2 separate regions of the Mus musculus genome follow, and region 2 is linked to region 1. Evidence: chromatin contacts called from public Hi-C data. All regions are on one chromosome and are shown on one strand. Each heading gives the region's core, a stretch centred on a gene start, on an enhancer-like site or on the middle of the called end of the contact. The rest is flanking DNA. Distances are from core to core; before and after follow the strand shown. Region 1 has its middle 21 kb from the start of Crbn. Region 2 has its middle 60 kb from the start of Gm22418.

Evidence for each region. A called contact is a pair of places that touch in the nucleus more often than the background predicts.
Region 2: a contact with region 1 is called in a Hi-C map of cerebellar granule neurons, with 2.8 times the contacts expected there. The contact joins two enhancer-like sites. A contact is called at or near these places in 4 of 484 Hi-C or Micro-C datasets (brain, cerebellar granule neurons and cerebellum) and 2 of 115 datasets of contacts at active chromatin or transcription factors (both in embryonic stem cells).

The regions. Positions count from the first base shown.
Region 1 is chr6:106,818,002-106,824,613 of GRCm38.p6, reverse strand. No RefSeq gene overlaps it. Among named protein-coding and RNA genes, the nearest start is that of Crbn, 21 kb to the right of the region's middle. Within about 2 kb of position 1,538, at least 1 of the 459 cell types and tissues checked has an H3K27ac peak or open chromatin away from gene starts, as enhancers often do. A contact at or near this core is called in cerebellar granule neurons, where this site is marked.
Region 2 is chr6:107,057,675-107,064,683 of GRCm38.p6, reverse strand. No RefSeq gene overlaps it. Among named protein-coding and RNA genes, the nearest start is that of Gm22418, 60 kb to the right of the region's middle. Within about 2 kb of position 1,618, at least 4 of the 459 cell types and tissues checked have an H3K27ac peak or open chromatin away from gene starts, as enhancers often do. A contact at or near this core is called in cerebellar granule neurons, where this site is marked.

The sequences.
Region 1 (6,612 bases), core at 289-2,788:
TCTTGGGAGCAGCTGACTTGCATTTATTCTTTGTCCAAGAGAAATGTCACTGAGAGACCTATCCATTCTTTGAAGGTTAAATTATCATTTTTAATATCACTCTGTATTTAACTTGTTTGGTCTTACCATTGTTCAAAATGGGACTTAAAAGATGACTTGTAAAAGTCACTATGCCACTTAAACAGGATTTAAAAGAAAAGGTGTTTGTCCTAATTTTGTTATTAACTTTTGCAGAAGGGAGAACACGCTTTTATAGATGGGGGAACTAAAGGGCTCATCCCTAGCCTCTAACCAGCCACCTGCCACTTCACCACTAACACACAATAGCAGTACATATTAGGTAGAAGTCAACAAAAAACTGGGAAGTGGTGGCACATGCCTTTAATCCCAACACTCAGGAGGTAGAGTCTGGAAGATCGGATCTCTGGGAGTTCGAGGCAAGCCTGGTCTACATAGTTAAGTTCCATGACAGCCAGGCCTGAAAATAAAAAGCAAACAAACAAAAGTCAACAAAAAGTATAGAAAGAGGTTGTGCAAAGTACATATCACCTAGTTATGGACTTATAAAATGTTAAAGGCCAAGTGTTCTCTAAGAGCAGGCACCACAGCCTTCACTTTCTAGAGGACTCAGAGATCTTGGAAGGTCACCAAATGATCCCACAGGAAATATCGCAATCAAGACTGGTGGCCACATTCCAGAGTATCCACTAGTCAGGTGGACTCCAAAATTTCAAATAGAAAGTATGAACTGATTAGGACCCTAAATCAAGAATCCTGGCTGCAGAAAGCTTCTGCAGTGTGAGGATAATCAGTTAGCAAAGTGTGAAGATTGAGTTATTCAGTCTTCTGCCTGGGTGTACTGGAACTGAAATGTATAAGGAGGTACCTCCAGAGCGAAGGAAACCATGAGAAATCCTTGTAGCTCTGTAAGGATGACGACTGGCTGGAGGATAAGATCACGAAAGAAAGAAAGAAAGAAAGAAAGAAAGAAAGAAAGAAAGAAAGAAAGAAAGAAAGAAAGAAAGGAAGGAAGGAAGGAAGGAAGGAAGGAAGGAAAGAAAAGAAAAGAAAAGAAAAGAAAAGAAAAGAAAAGAAAAGAAAAGAAAAGAAAAGAAAAGGAGAGAGAGAGAAAGAAAGGAGGAGGAAGGGAGGAAGGAGGGACGGAGAAAGGAAGGAAGGAGGGAGGGAGGGAGGGAAGGAAGGAAGGAAGGAAGGAAGGAAGGAAGGAAGGAAGGAAGGAAGGAAGGAAGGAAGATCAGCAGTGGCAGTAAGCTTTAAAATGTCAATCGATAGATCAGGGCTGTGTTGTGTGTATTGGGAGAGAGAGATGGAGGCTCATATGTAGAAACAGAAGCCACACAAAGGGACTGCCTGAGAAACAATAAATAAATCTGAAAGCTCAATTCTAAACACAAGCCTAAAGGTTCCAGAGAGTTATCTACAGAAACAAAGACGGAAAGAGTTCACAGTGTGGCAAGGGCAGCCAGTTAGAGTGGAGAGCATAGCAGGCATCTCCTTCCAGTGAAAGGTGACAGTGAGACTGCTTCAGCAGGGAACTGTGTCACAATACTGGGGAAGGGGAGCCTGCAAGGGGCTGAAGTCAAAGGCACAGATTTGTCATATTTTGACCCATAAAAAAGATATACACCAAAGGGCAAGGCCACTGACTAAAGTCCAAGCTATTTTCTCTGTTTTGTTTGTTTGTTTGTGAATACTTAATAATCTTTATGAAAGTGAGAGGAGAAAGGATGTACTAGTGGCAAATGTGTTTTAGAAAAAGAAGAATTCATGTTATTGACAACATTTTGTAAAGTCAAATTTTCTAGTAGAAATTGCTCACACAATTAACATTGGTTTTCAGGTACAAGTTTGGAGGTGTTTTCTTTTTTAAATTTCTAGTTGAGTACTTTTAAAGAGAAATTCATTTTCTTGTATACTTTCATTTTGTGCTTCACTGATAGCAATGAGAGAGGAGGGAGGAGAGAGGGAGAAAGAGACAGAGATCACAGTTCTCAAAATGTTACCAACACACACACACACACACACACACACACACACCACAAACCTTTCTGTATAAATATCAACCACGCCATCTTGTGGCTTGTACATTTCTGCAGTCCTGCTTTAAGTCACAGTTTGAACTGTGCACACACTAAAATTTCTCATTACCTTTAATCATTAAATAAAATATGAATTCTGATATGATGAACATTGACTCTTGTGCAGTGTTAATGAACTAGATTCATATTGTAAAATATTTATTGTGAGACCAAGGGCAATTACAAAGAGAGCAGATACAAAACCCTTACCAGACATTTATGCCTTAATACGGGCTTATGAACTTGGAAGCAATTGTTTTCTGTTCAGCCTAAAGCCACTTCCCTTCATGTTCTCTGCATCATCTCCTCTGTTTCTCCGTTATTATTTATTATTTTGTTTTCCCCTCTGGTCTATATTAGAACTTAATAGACTCCTTGTGGTGAGAGATTTTTATTTCAGTGTTTCAGCATTACATACCCAAATGCCTAACACTGCCCCTGACACACAGCAGGCACTCAACAAATATGTGTCAAATTATGATAACTAATAAAGAAGGCTGAATAACTAAAATTTATCTTTCAAATAAGACTAATGAGAGCACTTTGTAGGAAAGCATAAATTAGAAAAATCTCCGTGACTGATGTGAACTGATGTTTCCTCAAAAATTCAGTAAAACTAGTTTAAATGCATACCTCTAGTACTTTCAAAAGATGCAGCAATTCAGGTCATGTTGCTGAAAGCGAGACTGTTAGGATAAGGCATCCATTATTCAGTGATGTGTCATGAGTCATGAGAAGCCCTCTTACAGAAGCTGTGGCTTTACCAATGAACTGGTACCTCTTTGAATCAATAGTCAAGTCAGAACACCTGGGAAAATCACATTTTGATGTTTGCCAGAGTCTATGGGGTTATTAAGTGACATTTGGATAACCGATTTAAGCCCTGCCATTGGGAGGCTCCTAACTTGCTGACTGGGCCAATTTGCATGCATAGAAAGAAAGTACCAGGGTCTAGCTTCGTGAATATGAACTTAGGTCACATCAAACATGCCTTTAATGGTATCCAATTTATACTTTGAATTCTGATTAGTGCTGTTTAAACACACACACACATACACACACACACACACAGAGAGAGAGAGAGAGAGAGAGAGAGAGAGAGAGACAGAGAGACAGAGAGAAACAGAGACAGAGACACAGAGAGACAGAGAGACAGAGAGAAGGGGAATCATAAGAAGAATCTATTTGTGAGCAAGAGGACATAATAGAAAAGTATCAATGGGAGAGGAGGTCCTTGTTCCTGTGGGGGCTAGATGCCCCAGCATAGGTGGATGCTAGGGCAGTAAGGTGGGAGTGGGTGGGTGGGTAGGGGAGCACCCTCATAGAGGCAGGAGGAGGACAATGGGATAGGGGATTTTCTGGAGGGGGGGACTGGAAAATAACCGATAAAGAAGTAAAGTAAAAACAGAATTGTACATAAGTTCAAATTTTATATTGCATAGAATTTCAGCTTGTGGACTTTATTGCACTTAGCGTCTTTACAGGTTCCCAGATGATTGTTAAGGGAAATGTTCACTTCATTAGGACATTGACAGTCATCCCAAAGAAAATAAAGCACAGACAATTGGAATAAAGCCTTGGAATATTAGAGGGCATGTCCTAATTGGCTGTTTGCCCCACTCCCTATCCTCTTTCAACTCCTGGACAGGATCCCACAGAACTGTGCAGAGGGCAGGAATGTGGTATCTACCAGTCCAATTCAGTTCCTTTGTCACTTGATTCTAAGACAGTATGTTAATATCACCTTGAGAGCTTGTTGAATTGCATAGGTCAAGCACAGGTCAAGGTTGCTTCTTTCCACCTCTATAGATGTGTAAGTACAGGAATCTAACATTCCTGGCATCCTGGTTTAGGTGAGCTTCAGGACACACTTTTGAGTACCTTGGTGAATTTCTATAAATCATGTAGGAGCACACTGTCTTTTGTCCATCCATATATCACAGGTCTTCCTGACGCACAGTCTGTGTGGGTGACTCACTTGTAGGTGTGGATGATGGATGAAAGATTACATATTCACACACTTGAAGAAAGACAAGGGCAGAAGGCAGAACCTTGAATGTTCCAAGGTCCAAAGATCCTTGGGACCTCATAAGTTTCTTATAAATAATATTTTGAACCCCTCAATTTTGTGTGACCATTTTTGTTTTTTCTTTTAAATACCATGTCCCTTTGGCAACTGAGTAATTTTGTCACTTGGGATTAAAAATGGTTCTTTTGTAAAATGGCAAACCATCTTGATGTTTCATCTTCAAACCTCTAACAAATTTCTGTTCTCATACTAAACTGTTCTTCTAGGAGAACAGAGGTGTCTATCTGTAGTTTTATAAAACAAAACACATTTTTATAGTGAGTGCCCAATCAGAGGAGCCACAGAAGAGGAAGCGGTGTCAAAAAGCTTGGGTGCCTGGGTGGCTTGTTGAGCAACATTGAATAAGACATGCAATTCTCTGAGCCCTACTTTCCCCTTTTGGAGAAGTACTTCCCATGGCTCTTTGGACTCTGCATATATATTTAATCACTGAAGTTTTAAACTTTCACCTCGTCTTCTGATGTAAAAAGAAGGTCTTCCTACAGACTTCCACTAATGATAGTGTCGAAATCAGAGTTTACCCAAAGGTATCTACATTCTGATCCTCAGAACCCATAAATGTCTTCCCTTACATAGGGAACTTCACTCACTTAATGAGGTCAATCCTCATCACATCTAATTACAAAACCAGAGAACTGTTCTTAGATGCAGCCCAAGGGAGAGGAACACAGGAGGATGGAGGAAGGGTCAAGGAGAGGCAACATTTGGTAACCTTGTACATGGAGAGAAATGACTGAGTATGGTCCAAGGAACATGAATAGGCTCTCAGAGCTATAAAAGGCAAGGTTTCTTATTACATTTTCAGAAAATAAAACTGCCAACACTTTTATTATAGCCCATTTAGACTGTAAGATTATAAATATGCAGTGCTTAAACTTGTAAATCATGGTTATTTCTTATGACAATAGTAAAAAAAACTAATAAATGTATACTAAAATTAAAAGAAATAGGCAGGAGTCCAGTACTGTGTACCATTTACTGGGCAAGCCAGGACCTACTATAAATGTATTGACAGTGTTGTTTGGCCTGGACCTCATACTTATGAGGGTTCCAAAATTTAGAATTTTAGCACTAATTTACAAGTAATTGGTTTAAAACATGTATACATATAAATTGTGTACATAGAAATACACACATATATACATATTTGTGTATGTACATATGCATGCATTTTGACATGAGTTCAGTTCCCAGAACCTTGCATTTAAAAAAAATATGGGCATGGTAGTATATATTTATAATCCCAGCACTAGAGAGGTAGAGACAAGTGCATTCTTGAGACCCTATCACCAGCCAGCATAGCCTACTAAAGAGCTCCTGGCCAATAATAGACATTGTCAACAACAACAACAACAACAACAACAAAGTGGCAAGAGATAAATGCATCTTGAGGAAATATAACTAGGAGTGACTTGTGATTTACACACACTTACACACTTTCACACACAATCGAAAGGAGAGATAGGGGATAGAAAGAGAGCTTGGAATTATCTCATGACTCTGCTTCGTTACAGAGACTCAGAGGGTCAAGGGATACTCAAAATCACACTCAAAAGTATTCTCACAGCTACAGGAATTCTTATCTTTCAAAGAGAAGCAGGATTGTAAAGTAACCTTATGTCAACAGTATTTTATTTGAGCTTGCCTTTTTAAATTTGGATATTTCTTTATTTACATTTCAAATGTTACCCCTTTCCGAGTCCCACCCTCAGAAACCTCCTATTCCATTCCCCCTCCCCCTGCTTCTATGAGAGTGTTCCTCACCCACCCACCCACACACTCTTTCCTCCCCACCCTCTCATTCCCCTACACTGGGGCATCAAGCCTTCACAGTACCAAGGACCTCTCCTCCCATGGATACCAGATAAGGCCATCCTCTGCTACATATACTGCTGGAGCCATGGGTCCCTCCATGGCCCCTGGGAGCTTTGGGGGATCTGGTTGGTTGATATTGTTGTTCTTCCTATGGGGTTGCAAACACCTTCAGCTCCTTCAGTCCTTTCTCTAACTCCTCCTTTGAGGACCCCATGTGCAGCCCAATGGTTGACTGTGAGCATCCACCTCTGTATTTGTCAGGCTCTGGCAGAGCCTATCAGGAGACAGCTGCATCGGGCTCCTGTTAGCATGCACTTCTTGGCATTCACAATAGTGTCTGCATTTGGTGACTATATATGAGATGGATCCTCAGGTGGAGCAGTCTCTGAATGGCCATTCCTTTAGTCTCTGACCACACTTTGTCTCCATATTCCTCCTGTGAGTATTTTGTCCCCCCTTCTAAGAAGGACCGAAGAACCCACACTTTGGTCTTCCTTCTTCTTGAGCTTCATGTGGTCTGTGAATTGTATCTTGGGTATTCCTAGCTTTTGGGCTAAAATCCACTTATCAGTGAGTGCATACAATGTTCTTTTGTGACTGGGTTACCTC
Region 2 (7,009 bases), core at 369-2,868, 240 kb before region 1:
AAAAGCAATAACTGGGACCAGGAACTCTAACATAGCTGATGGCTATGCCAAGCAAGACTATTAAGAATCACAGCATTGGGGCCTAGCAAACACAGAAGTAGATGATCACAGTCAGCTATTGGATGGATCACAGGGCCCCCAATGGAGGAGCTAGAGAGAGTACCCAAGGAGCTAAAGAGATCTGCAACCCTATAGGTAGAACAACAATATGAACTAACCAGTACTCCCAGGAGCTCATGTCTCTAGCTGCATATGTATCAGAAGATGGCCTAGTTGGCCATCAGTGGAAAGAGAGGCCCATTGGTCTTGCAAACTTTATATGCCTCAGTACAGGGGAATGCTAGGACCAAGAAGAGGGAGTGCATGGGTAGGGGAGTGGGGGGGGGCATGGGGGACTTTTGAGATAGCATTGGAAATGTAAATGAAGAAAATACCTAATTAAAAAAAAAAGAATCACAGCATCTTATATACTACTTGCAGGGATGGTGCTCAGGGGACAACTGCCAAAGTCACCAGAGAGCTAAGTCAGACAATGTTGGCAAAGAGGACACAGGATACCTCAGACACAGCCTCTTTAGGACTGATAACCACAGCCCAAGGGGAAGAGCAATGTCCCCAGAAACTACAACCTTGACTCCTACAAGGCATCTGCCCCAGCATCACACAGACCTGGCCAAGTCTGTTCCTGGACAGGGACACAGAACTAAAGTTCCTTTTGTCCTTTTCATGGGGGCCTCTGAACATCTTAGGTTAGTCTGTCTTCTCAAGGTCTTGTTTTTCTCTGTGAGGGAAATAAAAGTGTGGTGGGGCCAGCATTAGTGGCAAAGAACCTAGATTCAAGGTTGGAGTCTGATATTTATTAGTGATAGGAAAGAAGATAACTGAAGTGAAGGAATTAAGCACTTAAGGACTGGGGATCTGAAAGGTGTCCGTGACCAAGAGCTCACTATGTGTCAGAGCTCTCAATTGGGTAGGATGGACATTCCTACAGGAATCCCAGAGGCTCTGGTGGCTGAAGCATAGTGAACTGTTTAGAGCATCGAAGGTAAGAATAGAAAGGGGCAAGACAAGCATAGGTGGGGACTGGAGCATGTATTCACATTACACTGAGAAACAGGTGTGATTTGCATTCTGGCTACTGTAACAATTGCAGATAATTACAGTCAGGTGTGAAGGAGTAAAACAAAAAGCTCTTAGTCACCACTTGCTTGCACAGATCATTTAGACTCAAGAGAAAGCAGCTAGGAAACATGAGTATGGGTGCTGAGATACAAAGCAATGACAAAGAAAGATGTTGGCGCCGCTTTGGATAAAAGGAAGTGATGGGAAGAAATGCTGTATTGGCTTAGGTGTTGGGGTCAGGTTGGGTACAGGATCAGAAAGACAAATTTCTAGAATTATAATGGGGGCAGGACTTGTTGCACTCGATGTTGTGCTGTGCCTTCAATAATATATCAAATGCTGCTCTATAAAGAGTAGACTCGAGCATAAGAAGCTAGAGGCTTGCATCCCACACACCCTCGAAAGAAGAGAAATTGTAATTTAGCTCACCTAACAGAGCTGGCAAAGAAGGAGGGAGCAGGTGTGTGCCCCTGAGCAGAAGTGATATTTTGGCAAGGGAAGACATAAAACTGGGGCTCCAGATCCATCTTGCTGACCTTGTACAATATGTTCTCCTGAGCAGAGGGGAAGAAATAAGGTCATTGGATAAAGGCCAGAGATGATGTAACAAAAAAAATCTCTTCCGATACCACTTCCACTCTTGCTGACAATGATCAGAAAGCAAATTTGAAAAGCAGAGAACTATTTCTATTTTATTGCATTCTTAAGAAAAAAAAAAAAAAACAAAACAGGCTTACCCAAGAGCCTACATCTTACCTTATGAAAGCCTACTGTGTGATACAGTTACTGTTGATTTAGGGAGCTGAGAGTTTCTTGAGACACAAATATTAATATAATCTTCACAGAAATAACTGGCCACTGATTGGTCCTAGAAGGAGAAGCTATATCATACTGTGACCGTATCTAAGGTAATTCTTGACCTGATAAGATCATAGATTTGAGCCCTGAAGTTGTCACTAACTTGATGGAAGAGTACCTTAGGGAAAAGTGTTTGATCAGGATATGGAATGTTTTATTAGGGTTTGCTTTTGTAATGTGTTTCCCACTGCTGAATGTGATGCCCTCAGTATAAAGTTGACCCAGTGACCATAGAATAGAACCACAGAGAGCTGTAAGTGAATGACAGTGTAAGGTCAGGCCTTCTTGTTCTGCCAGATGTCTGTTTCACCAAGTGTGCCCATGCCAGCCTTGAACTTAAAGTTCTCCTGCCTCATCCTTCTAAGTCTGGGAGTGTAGGTGTACACTTTGATGCTCTGCTGCTTACTATCTTAAAAAAGGACACAGCGGGATTCATGTAAATATTAGTAGCAAATACAAGCATTGGGTAAGGAATTTTGAGAGGAAGGTCATGGTTGCCTCTGCATCTGTGAATATCAGACTCCCAGCAGATTTTGGAGCTATAGTTGGCATTTTTGAAAATGTTAGTAACTATTGCTGAGGTAATTTGAATGGCAAATCTTTTCTGTAGGTTCAGGTATTTGTACACCTAGTCACTTACTTGGGGGTGATGCTTGGAGACCTTGCTGGACAAAGTATGTCACAGAGGGATGAGCCTTGAGATATAGCCTCCTATCACTTCCAGTTCACTCTCTCTGCTTTGTGGTTGTAGGTGTTATGAGCTCTCAGCTTCCTGCTCCTCACCTGCCACTTCCTGTTGTGCCTTCCCAACATGATCATCTGCACAGAACTGTAAGCCCAAATAAGCTCTTCCTTTTGTAAGTTGCTTATGGTGGTGGTATTTTAGCACAGTAGGTGCAGAGTAACTGAGAGAGTTGGTGTTTAGAATTTTTATTGCTACCTTGGCACTTATGAGATTAGCTGGGAAATACACCTTCTCAGCTTTCTTGAAAGTCACTTCTCAAGTCTGTTCTCTCTGTGAGGTTATAAACAGCGGGGATTCTCGTCATGAATTATTTATTCAGTATATCTATCCAGGTCTTGACATACTACAGATAGTATGCAGGCATGTGGATATAATGTAACGGCTGAGATAGAATATAGATGACTACAATTAAGTCAGGATTTTTTTTTCCTTGCAAGGAAATCAGAATATAGAAGTCTGTGTGTATGCACATGTGTGTGTGTGTGTGTGTGTGTGTGTGTGTGTGTGTGTGTGTATGTGTACCTGTGTACATGCAGAGGCCAGGGGGCAATGTTGAGTGTCTTTGTTGATTGCTCCCATTGAGAGAGGATCTCTTACTTAATTGTGGAACTCACTGATTGCCTATCCTGGCTGGATAGTGAGCCACTGGGATCCTCCTGTCTCTATCCCACAATGCTAGAATTACAAACCTATGCTGTCATGCCTGGCTTCTATATAGGTACTGGGAATCTAAACTCAAATGTTTTACCCACTGATCCAGCCTCTCAGAAGAGAATTTTTTAAATTATTCATAGTTTTAGCTTGGTGTAGCTCTGGTATACCTGAATTTAGGTTTCTATGGCTTAATTAAATAACATGAATCATTTAGCAGCATTGCTCCAATTCTAGTTACCACAGTATATAAACTGTGGCTGACTGTAGATTCATGGTAGCTCTTTAGTCCTTAATACAAAAAAAAAAAAAAAAAAAACATAATCAGAGAAAATCATATCACCTTCTCAAAGTCTATAGTCCTTTTGTCATTGCAGAAAGCTATCCTGGAGTATCTGATGTTCTGTTTTTCCATTTTTGTTTTGCTTTTTGTTGTTGTTGTTGTTGTTGTTGTTGTTCTTGTGTTGTTTTGTTTTATTTGAAAGATAATTAAGCATGTTGCCAAGGATCACCCTTGGCTTAGAGAGAGATTCTGAGGAAAGGGTGTTTGAGAGTAGCGAAACAAATGACCTAAAGTCAAATCACAGGGTACAAGCTGACGGCCTATGTTCTGCTCAAGATGGCTTTCCAGATAGCTCTCTGCTTGAGACAGCTTTCTCTGACAAGTCTAAAAAAAAACTCTCAGAGAAGCTCATCTCTTGTTGTGGTACTGTAAGACTCTGGAGAGCCTTAACTTACCAGAGACCCCTGAGTAAACAACTTGGAGATGGGAATCAATGCAAAAGCAAGAGGAATTTTATTTAATCCATCATGCTGGGGTCACCTTGCACATGGGGAGAGAACGACCCTGGGTAGCCCATCCAGTAAGCCTTTAAACAGTTCTGCTGCCATTAGGTACAATGTGATTGGCAGAACAGTGTGACTATATAAACTGATTGGTTTTTAGGGAATGAGGTGGCAAGGACTTCCCTTGTCTGTAGGTGAGCAAAAGTCTGTCCTATGGAATGTGTCCCCACCCACAGGTCGGTCCCTCCCCTCCCCACCCACCCAAGGTCTGAGGAATATTCTGGAGGGGCAAGTTTTCAATAACCTTTCCAAAATTCTTGAGCTGACCTCTTCAGTACAACCAATTTAAGCTTATCTATGGCTAACTTACAAATAAATGAGACTCAGACAATGATTATTTTATTTGACCTTGACAATTACTAGGGGTCACCCCTAATTTACTCTTCTAACTGCTGGCCTGGCTACCTCCTCAGTGCTATACCCCAAATACTTGCTATTTCTCTTAACCATGTGCTCATGGTTCCTGATTTGTTTATAAAAAGTTAAAGAGGAGAGAAGATGTGTTTGGTAGAAGTTTATAAAAAGATAAAGGAGGGAAGATATGTTTTGGTGGAGGTATGGGGGAAGGAGGTGCCTCCAAGGGCCAGTGCAGAGGCATTCCTTCCCCCTGAGGGATCTGCCAGGCAGTGACTGTATACTATATAGAATAGAGTTTATTCAGGGCATGAGGAGGGTAGTTAAGAGGTAGTAGAGGCCTAGAAAGGCAGAGGGAGAGTAGAGAAGAGGAGGCTGGCCATGAGCACATGGAAAGCAGGGGAAGGAAATGGGGACAGAGGGAGGAAGGGGAGAAGGGACAGAGAAGAAGCAGAAAGCAAGAAGAGCAAGAGAGAGTGGAGGGGTGCAAGCAGTCTCTTTTATAATGAGACAGGCATGCTGTTGCCAGGTAACTGAGGGGTGGAGCTTAGACAAAATGCTAACATTTCCTTTCTCCTCAGGGTGGTTTCCTTCTCTCTCAACTTCTTTCCTCCTTCTCCCTCTCCCACAACCAGGTCACTCCAAACCAACCTACCTCTAATTTCTCCAATAATTGACTGTAATCAATTTTATTTTACCAATAGTTTTTAATCAAGGAAGAAAGTTGGCACAACAAAAGCCTAAAAATGTGAAAATTCAGTCTCACTTACACCTTTGGGTACAGAGTTACACTTGCACAGACCAAAAGCCCTGTCTTTCATTTACATATCAATTCAGTCATTACCCCAGGTTCCCTTTTTATTATCATATGAATCAACATCCCTCCACCCATCCAGCCCTTCTTTAAAAGAGATAGCTTTTCTTTTCTTTTCTTTTTTTTACATTTGCCAAAGAATTCAGAGATCTGTCTGCCTTTGTTAAGCACAGACTATAGGCTATCCGGGTGGGACCCCGCCCGGAAATTACCATTCCTACCATGCTTGGGTCTAGACTTAAACTTCCTCTGTTCTAGACTGATCCTGAGCTCTGGAATCTGACTGACTTTGTAAGTACAAACAAAATCTTAACTGTGTGGGATCTTGCTCTGAGATCACCACTCCCTAAATATCTTTGTCACCTTCCTTAGAATCCTTCTGACTAGTTGGCTCATAGTGCTATTGTCTCTGTTCTTTTAGACCTGTGAAACATCTTTTTCAATTCATATTGCAACCTCATGTTTTGCATAGTTGAGAAATTATATATTTTTGAACTCATGTTTTCAGAGTTCTTTCCCACACGCTTAAGGACTGCCTGGAAGGTCTCACTGTTTGCCATTTTACTGAGACATTAACCACACCCATGCCTCCTGGACTAGTTATGTATGTCATTATCATGGAGTCATTAACCTTAGTAGAGAGGATATTACTCAAAGGAGTAACAGGAAAATATGTACATTATTATACAAATAAGAATTATGCCAACAGCAACCATCAACACTTGTGGAGGCCCACACGCTGTGAAAGAAAATTAAAATTCAAGGTCCATGACTCATGCGACTTGCTAGTTAGGAGGGCTTTTTGGGCCTTGAGCAAAGAACAAAGTCGGTAAAGTCATCCCAGGAACCAACTAGCCATAAAGATAGGGAAGACATACAAGATTCCGAACTGGCCTGGCGCCTCCCTATCTCCTGCCCTTCTGACCTGGGTTAAATGTTAACCAGATGCTCTGCTGTTATCTTGATCTGCTCGTACAGTTTGCTGATGTTTAAACTGTCCAATTGTGTGAAGCCGCGCCAATTTTTCCCCTACCCCCACTCTTTTCCTATATAAACCCCTAACTTTTGAGCCTCGTGGTCAATACCTCTGTCTCCAGCGTGAGATACGCGTCAGCCCGGAGCTCTGTCATTAAACTACCTTGTGTGCTTGCATCAAGATGGTCTCTCATGATTCTTTGGGTGCACACTAACTCGTGACTCAGGTGGGGGTATCCCCACATAGGTCTTTCAGCTGCTGACTATGTTACAGGGGCAGGAACCATGTCATGATGTCCTTACCATGGCCAAGCTAAACAGGGCAGCATGTAACTACATTACCTCTGTTATCTTCAAGTTTTAAGCCCATACAAGAATGAAATGGTTGATTTAAAGGGTAGGAACCAACAGAAAAGGAAAAGCATCAAAGCCAGTATTGGAAATAAAAATAAAAACACTAAAGTAAAAAGAAAAAAATAAATAGAAATACACATACAAAAAAAGTAGCAAGCTACAGAAGGAAGCATAGGTAAGTGTGCATATTTCAGAGTCCTAAGTGTAGACAGATAATAATAACTTTCTAAATGAGGAAGAGTGTCATATAGAAAAAACCAACAGATGCTCTAAAGAAAGTAAGGTAAACA